Regions from separate parts of the Mus musculus genome. Here all the other regions are linked to region 1. The links are chromatin contacts, called in public promoter capture Hi-C maps. All regions are on one chromosome and are shown on one strand. The core of a region is the stretch at or near the end of the contact, and the rest is flanking DNA. Distances in the headings are between cores, read along the strand shown.

Region 1 (2,534 bases), core at 24-2,523:
TGAAGATGGTACATCAAATGACCTGCTAGTGGGATGACACTATTTGACTAGGGCGCATGCACATCAAACCCTGCACTTGCAGCAGAAGGAAGTGCCCTGCAGCAGTGCTGAGGGACAATAAGCTTGGCTGTAGAGCTGGACAGGACAGCTTCCTGACTACCATGCTTTGGTGTGCCAGCCATTCTTCCACCTCTGCTCTTTAGAGCACACATCTTGGGGTTGCTTGTAGCTCTGTTCTTCCAGTGGCCCAAATGGGAGCTCTGACCCTGCCTTGGTGAAGAAGCCTCCTCTGACGCCTTCCTTTAAGGAATACCAATGGTGGCTAAAAGAAACAGGGATTCCAGATGCTCAGTCCACTCAGTACTAGCAGGGCCACCTGATCATTCATGGTAATGGGAGACACTACCAGAACTGTCAGGTTTGTACAGAATGTGATTACCCTTACTGGGCTGCAGTGGTCAGTAAAGTGAATGAGATGAGGTCATGTTCCATGTGGGATAAACATGGTTAGTAGACTGCACCAGGTGATGGGGGAAAGGAGAGAAAAAGATGTGAGAGGGGAGGGGACCAGGAGAAGGGACCAAGAGCGAAGAGAATCAAGATAGCCAAGAGAGCAAATGGCCAAAAATGGCAGGGTTACATAGGAAAGAGAAGCTTGCAGAAGAGTAGCCAGGGCCCCAGGGAGGAGATGTTTAGTTCAGGGGAGAGGTGAGAAAAACTGAGAAGAGCTACAGGTACTGATGGAAGATAGAAGCCAGAATGAATTTTGGTGTGCTAATAGGTACCACAGTTAGCCAGTTGCTTCTTTGGAACCCAACATAAAGGACTTTTTTTCCTCCTCCTCCTCCTCCTCCTCCTCTTCCTCTTCCTCTTCCTCCTCCTCCTCTTCCTTCTCTCTCTCTCTCTCTCTCTCTCTCTCTCTCTCTCATACATAGGTGTAGCTAGAAACTGGAGCACTGTGACCTTATTCAAGGGGCCACAAAGGTGCCTCTACACCCCCATGCACACACCTTACAAAAAAGGATCTCTAGCATTTTTGCAGTCTTTCAGTGGAATTCAAAAAGGAATCATTTGATTGGTAATGAGAATGTTTTTCCTCTCGGCTTTTCACAGCTCAGGAAGGAGTAATTTATCAAGTACTCTGCTTGGAGAAGTAGAGCATAGCCTGGAATGGAGGAACATGGATCCCTGTGGGCGCTTGCAATCTTCTGCTTTCATTTTGTCAGTCATGCAAGCACAGTTTTAAGTACTCACCAGGGGAGAAAAAGCTCTCTTCCCAGCTTGTGCTTGCCAGTAAGACACTCTCCTTTCAGAGTCAAGGCTGCAGCTGGCCTTGGGAGCTTCTTCCTAGGTCTCTAGCAAGTGGAGCCAGAGCTGCTACAGAGGAGGTAAGGGCCATGGGCAGCATCCCAGGAAGGTGGTTGGCAAGAGGGTGGGAGACCTCTCTGCACGTCCTCCTGGGACCTGCATGCTCTCCCCATGCCTCACCCTCACCCTAGTTGTGACACCAGACCAAGAAAGGCGATGTGGTTCCCCAGCCACATCCAAAGCCAAGCCTTTGGCCAGAGGAAGGAAGGCTGTCCCAGTCATGGTTTTGCTTTTGTTTTTCCCCTCAGCTTGCTTTTTGAACCTCTATCTGAGAGGACAGTGCCCTGCTGCTCCATAGCTTCAATCCTGGCTGCAGGGATGGAGGTTGGGAAGGAAGCTGGTGAGATCCTAGATCCTCAAAAATGATAACTGGATGTAGCCCTGGTAGCTAAACATCCACAGATACACAGCTGTGAATGGCCTGTACTTGGACAAACTGGAGTTCTGAGTTTAGGATCCAGATGGATTAGGAGTGAGTCCCAAGCAGGACTTGCTTACCCACTTCAGGGACCAGCTTCCTTCCAAATAGACACAGGAGAGTGTCTCTCTTCCCTGTCACCCATAGCCTGACTAGGGAGAGTGAGTGGCAAACCCAAATTTGCATATTTCATTCCAGCTGAGACTAAAGCCTTGACCTCAGGCATGGAGGACTGTAACCACTGAGAACTAATATGATAACATTGTTATCTTACGAGAATTCTCCTGTATGCAGAGTAGGTCCATATGGTTTTCTGGATTCATTGCACAGATGAATTCGAACCTGACATCCCACAGGGAGAGAGATGTGTGAGCTCCAGACAGAAGGCTGTGTAGTGTGGGCACTGTGCCAGGACCACCAGCATAATTTCTCCTAAGACACACCTGTCTAGAAAGTTAGAGCCATAAGACAACCTTGGCCCTGGGCCATGTCACTGCTCATATCTGGCCCCAGCTTTGTGTGCCTAGAGGAGTATTCTTGCCTCTTTGGAAAAATTGGAGGGAGCCGGATTAACCTACTGCAGGTGCTAGGGGTGGGTGGCAAAGCTGTGATAGGTGTTGGTAGTGTTGTAGCTGGCAAAGCTGATCTCCTGTCTGTTGCAGCCTTCACCATGGAGCAGCTGAGTTCAGCGAACACCCTCTTCACCTTGGAGCTGTTCCACACACTGAAGGAAAGCAGCCCCACAGGA
Region 2 (2,534 bases), core at 15-2,514, 1.3 Mb before region 1:
CTCAAACCCATCTTCTAGCAAACGACCTGGTGCCCACTCTGTCAGATTTTTTTTTTCTGGACCAGTTGCTGAAATACAGGGTTGTTTTTCAGTCAGAGGGAGGCCTATCCTCTCAGATCCTCCAATACCGCCCCCCCACCCCCATCTCTACCCATCCTGTTCTAGTCACCCAGAGGCTGCAGCCTTGAGGTTTAATCACGGAATATCTAGGATCATTCGGGGCTTATCTCTTCAAAATCTTTAAGCCGCCTTGTAGGTGCAATTCTGAACACTTCCTCCAACTCAGACTCTGTGAGACAGCTGCCCTGGAATGGGTAGAGGCTGAGAGTGGCTGGGGGAAGCCTTAAGTTCTTGGGGATATTTACCTGACTCTGCTTCACCACAACTACTAATGTCACCGAGCTCTTTTGAACTTAACTGCCCCTACGAGCCAAAATGTACTGGTCAGGACAGAGGGGCAACGCATGGTTTGTCGAGGAAACTTCTGGAGTCCTCTTAGCCCGAACTCTCTAGCTCTTTTAAGCCCTGGAACGCCTGTGAACCCCGTGCTCCTCAATGTGGCCTACACATTCCATCAGCTTAACACACGTTTGAAGTTCCAAGTTTCTATCCCCTCCGCTTACTGCTAGCAGGGAGTGGGGCGAGGCACCGAAATACCATCTTCTTCCTCACTGGAACCCCGGCGGCTGTAACAGCCTTGGTAACCTAAAGTCGGACTGGAGAACCTGCCTGTGGAGAGCAAATGTGATGTTGGTGTGACCGGTGATAGCAGGGAGAGGGATATTCGGAAAGGAGAGGACAAGGGATGGGCGGAGGGCTGGAAAGGACGGAGAAACTCCCGGCGCTGGAGACAGCACGGTAGAGTAAGGACTGAGGCAGATCCTGTGTGACTCGAGGGCTCCGTGGAGGCCTGGGAACAGTGGACGCAGGAAGGGTCTCCGGGCCGGTGAGGACTCCGAAAGTCCGCAGACCGGGAGAACCGCAGAGTCTGGGAGTGAGTGGGTGGGTGCGGTGGGAGGACCGAGCGCGGGCTGCGGGCAGGGGCGCGGGCGCCGGGCCCGGGCAGCCGGCGCGCGTGTGGTCAGCCCCGCGGTCCTCCAGCCGCCAGGAGCGGGCCGGCAGAGCTCGGCCGCTGGCTCATTCACAGGCGTCTCTCGCCTCCCATTGGCTGCCGCCTCCGTAGTGGGGCGGGGCTCCCCTGCCCGGAAAAAAATGTAACTGCGTAAAAAAGTCCTCGCCTGGGTGACGGATGCTCAAAAGTTCAGAAGTTTTCCCAATGCTTCCTTAAGCGGCCGGCGCAAGAGACTGAGAAAAGGTGACGCGGGGGCCCGGGAAGGCGGCCGGCGCGCTGCCCCCGCCCCTGGTTATTTGGCCGCCTTAGCCAGCAGCCCCGAGCAGTGTCTCCTGGAAGGCGCAGGCAGTGGCGAGCAGGGCGCCTTATTTTTTTTATTTGTTTTTGTTTTTTTTTTTTTTTAATTTTTTTTTAACTTTTGTCTCTTTTTTTGCCCCGACTGCGCCTGGAAGTTGATCCGAACGTTCCTCCGAGGCGGCTTGCAGCGTCCTGGTCTGGCCCTCTCCGGGTGCAGCGACCCTCCCTCGCCGCCCGCGCGGGAACTGAGTGGGCTGCGAGGCGCCAGGCGAGCGCAGGGAGAGGCCGAGCGGCCCAGGGCGCAAGGAGGCGGCCGCGGCCGGGACAGACGCAGCGCGGAGGGGCCCGCGGTAGCTCGGCGCGGCCCGGACTCGGACTCGGCGGCCGGTGCGGCGCGGCCCGGCCCGAGCGAGGGTGGGGGGCGGCGGGCTGCGCCTGGCGGCGGCGAGCCGGGGCCATGCAGGCGCGCTACTCGGTGTCCAGCCCCAACTCCCTGGGAGTGGTGCCCTACCTCGGCGGCGAGCAGAGCTACTATCGCGCTGCCGCGGCGGCGGCCGGGGGCGGCTACACCGCCATGCCGGCCCCTATGAGCGTGTACTCGCACCCTGCTCACGCCGAGCAGTACCCGGGCAGCATGGCGCGCGCCTACGGGCCTTATACGCCGCAGCCGCAGCCCAAGGACATGGTGAAGCCGCCCTACAGCTACATCGCTCTTATCACCATGGCCATCCAGAATGCCCCGGACAAGAAGATCACTCTGAATGGCATCTACCAGTTCATCATGGACCGCTTCCCCTTCTATCGGGACAATAAGCAGGGCTGGCAGAACAGCATACGGCACAACCTCTCGCTCAACGAGTGCTTCGTCAAGGTGCCCCGCGACGACAAGAAGCCAGGCAAGGGCAGCTACTGGACGCTCGACCCGGACTCCTACAACATGTTCGAGAACGGCAGCTTCCTGCGGCGGCGGCGGCGCTTCAAGAAGAAGGACGCAGTGAAGGACAAGGAGGAGAAGGGCCGGCTGCACCTCCAAGAACCGCCACCGCCGCAGGCCGGCCGCCAGCCCGCGCCCGCGCCCCCGGAGCAGGCCGAGGGCTCCGCTCCCGGGCCACAGCCGCCGCCCGTGCGCATCCAGGACATCAAGACGGAGAACGGTACGTGTCCC
Region 3 (2,534 bases), core at 16-2,515, 1.1 Mb after region 1:
CTGAGATAAGGATGAGGTGGAAGAGAGAGGAAGAAGGAAGGAGGTCACCATGGTGTTGGTAGATCATGGGCACATGGTCAAGAGGACCAGCCTGATGGAGTAGGAATGGCCCAGGCTGAACATGGCCAGTGACATCTCTGGGATCACCATAAGAAAATAGGTAATATAGCATAGAGGGCTGATATCTGCCTAGCTCTAGTGCTTTTAAGCTTATTATAAATCTAAATGTTTCTGTATCTTTTATCTGGTAATGATATGGTCTGAAGTGGGGTAGAAACCCCCAATAGATATTTAAAGGTAACAAGGGGGTGTAGTAACCCCCTCCCCCCAACCCCCAACAATATTAACCACAAAGGCTGGGCTTGTTGCTTTTATAGTAATACCTCAGGAGCTCTATCACAGGAATATTTCCTTTTCCTCAGTGACTTGGGTCTTCCAGACAGGGCCTATCCCCTGATCTCCCATGATATTCCATAATCTATCTCCCTTGGGGACTAAGACATCTCACAGTGGATCCTCGGAGGGTCCCAAACCATACTCAAATCACATCACATTTTAAATCTCAATTTGATCCACTAAGAGTTACAGGAAATTTAAGCAGACTCTTTGCAGTTCCTAGAGTCTCCAAGTCTACTGTAAAAAGCTTGACAAACCGGGCAAGTTTTTACGCCTCTCAACCCACCAAGGGACTCATTCCAAACACTTTAGTGTCCCAGTAATTAAAATTAAAGGGTCCCAGGGCAGATATATCACCACCCTCCACAGGGCTTCCCTCTCTCACATTCTTTCTCAAATCTTAAAGGCTCCCTACTCATATTTCCATTTTGTACTCGAGGAAAGAGAGACAGAGAAGTTAAAGGGTTAGATCAAGACCCGAGCTTTACATGATAGCAGCTCAGGGTGTGCCTGCCTGTCTCTGAAGACCCTGTCCTCCCGCCATGGTCTATGCAGTTCTTTTTTACAGCTTTCTCCCAGGATCATTGCTGTTAAATTATGTTAGCTAGGTTAGAGACTTGCAGAGGTGGGCCTGGGAGGTGGTGGCTGCTAAAGCGCTCAAATTGTGTCCGTGTCTGGGCAAAGGAAGATGCTGAGAGTGGTTTCAGTCCACTAACATGCGCTCCTGGGAAGAAGGAAAAAGGACAGAGGTAGTTCAGTGGGTTCCTAGAGATCGCTGGCAGACTCCTAGGCGAGGCTGAAGGTACCAGGCTAGAGCAGGCGGAGGCCCTGTTCTAGGCCCCGCCCACTCATGCTCGCCCCACCCCACCTCGGCGCGCGCATCTGAAAGTGAAAGAGCGTTCCGCTTTTCGGAGCTCGCTCTCTCTGGTCTGGGAGCCCGCGCCTGCCCGGTCTCGGTGCTGTGGCCCGGTGGCTGGCGGGATGGAGGAGTCTCGGGCCGCTGCGGACGCGGACGTGTCGCTTCACAACTTCAGTGCAAGGCTGTGGGAGCAGCTGGTCCACTTTCATGTCATGCGGCTGACGGATTCGCTCTTCCTGTGGGTGGGAGCAACGCCGCATCTACGCAACCTCGCAGTGGCCATGTGCAGCCGCTACGTGAGTGTGGGCGGGGCCAGGAACTTGATGGCGATCTGGGGGCGGGGCCTAGCCGTAGTTGGGGGTGGGGTTGGGGGGACCGGTGGACCTCAAGGTGAAGGATCTGGGGTAGAGGGTGGGGACCGCTAAGAAGGGTTTGGGAGGAGAGAGACCAGTGGGAGTGAGGCTGGTCGCATGCGGCCCTGAGAGACATTCTTGAGGAGCTTCAGTGTGCCCTGGGGTCCTATTCTGAACACCTCAGGCTGGAGTCTCCTAGGGCTGCTTCTTGACTTGCGGGAACCCCGGAGTCAACCCACACGTGGACCACCTTAAAGGGAACTCATCCCAGCCCCTGAGCTCTGAGCTCACCAGAACATCGGCTCTCCTTGCACCAGCTTCCTGACATGTGCGCGTGCTACGTTTTACATTTTACATTGGGTTTAGACAACTTTTGTATTGAACTTGGAGCTTAGATTTGAGTGTCTGATAGGTACTTGACCAACAAACTCAAACCTTCCCCTTCTGTGACCTTTCATCTCTGTATGGGCAACTCTACCTATTCTGAGTGCTCTCTGGCTGTCTTTGGCCTTTCTTTCTCTCACAGGTCACGTGCCCAGAGCCTCTCCATCTCCAGGATAGGGGGTTGAATCCAAAGCTTTGCATGTGCTATGCAAATGCTCCACCACTGAGTTAAACTGCCTGTCCTCATCTCTTCCTTGAACACACCACTCATATTGGATGAAGGACTTACCTTACCCTCGGATGAGCTCACTTTGTGTGGGGGGCACATGCATATATATGCACCCAAATTTAGGAACATGCATGCACGTATGCATGCATACCATACACACTACATATAAGCAAAAAGATAAAACAATAAGATAGATCAGGGATTGCCATTCCTCTGCTAAAGACCCTTTGAGATGAATTCAGAGTATGATACTGAGTTTCTAGTGATCCCCACAGGGCCTGTTGCTTCTTAGTGTTCTTCCCTGCCCAGTTAT

Evidence for each region. Promoter capture Hi-C pulls out the DNA fragments that hold promoters and counts their contacts.
Region 2: a promoter capture Hi-C map of liver shows a contact between it and region 1, with 5 times the contacts expected there. The contact joins the promoter of Foxc1 here to the promoter of Serpinb1b in region 1. A contact is called at or near these places in 4 of 39 promoter capture datasets (cranial neural crest, frontonasal cranial neural crest, liver and 1 more) and 2 of 484 Hi-C or Micro-C datasets (cardiomyocytes and palatal mesenchyme).
Region 3: a promoter capture Hi-C map of hippocampal neurons shows a contact between it and region 1, with 3 times the contacts expected there. The contact joins the promoter of Psmg4 here to the promoter of Serpinb1b in region 1. A contact is called at or near these places in 2 of 39 promoter capture datasets (hippocampal neurons and stem cell-derived epiblast-like cells).

What each region holds. Positions count from the first base shown.
Region 1 is chr13:33,082,830-33,085,363 of GRCm38.p6, forward strand. Serpinb1b (serine (or cysteine) peptidase inhibitor, clade B, member 1b) reads left to right here and starts at 1,274. Exons shown (of 7, transcript NM_173052.2): 1 at 1,274-1,388; 2 at 2,449-2,534. The coding sequence starts at 2,457.
Region 2 is chr13:31,805,382-31,807,915 of GRCm38.p6, forward strand. It overlaps Foxc1 (forkhead box C1), which reads left to right and starts at 1,265. Exons shown (of 1, transcript NM_008592.2): 1 at 1,265-2,534. The coding sequence starts at 1,827.
Region 3 is chr13:34,161,699-34,164,232 of GRCm38.p6, forward strand. Psmg4 (proteasome (prosome, macropain) assembly chaperone 4) reads left to right here and starts at 1,266. Exons shown (of 3, transcript NM_001101430.2): 1 at 1,266-1,551. The coding sequence starts at 1,378.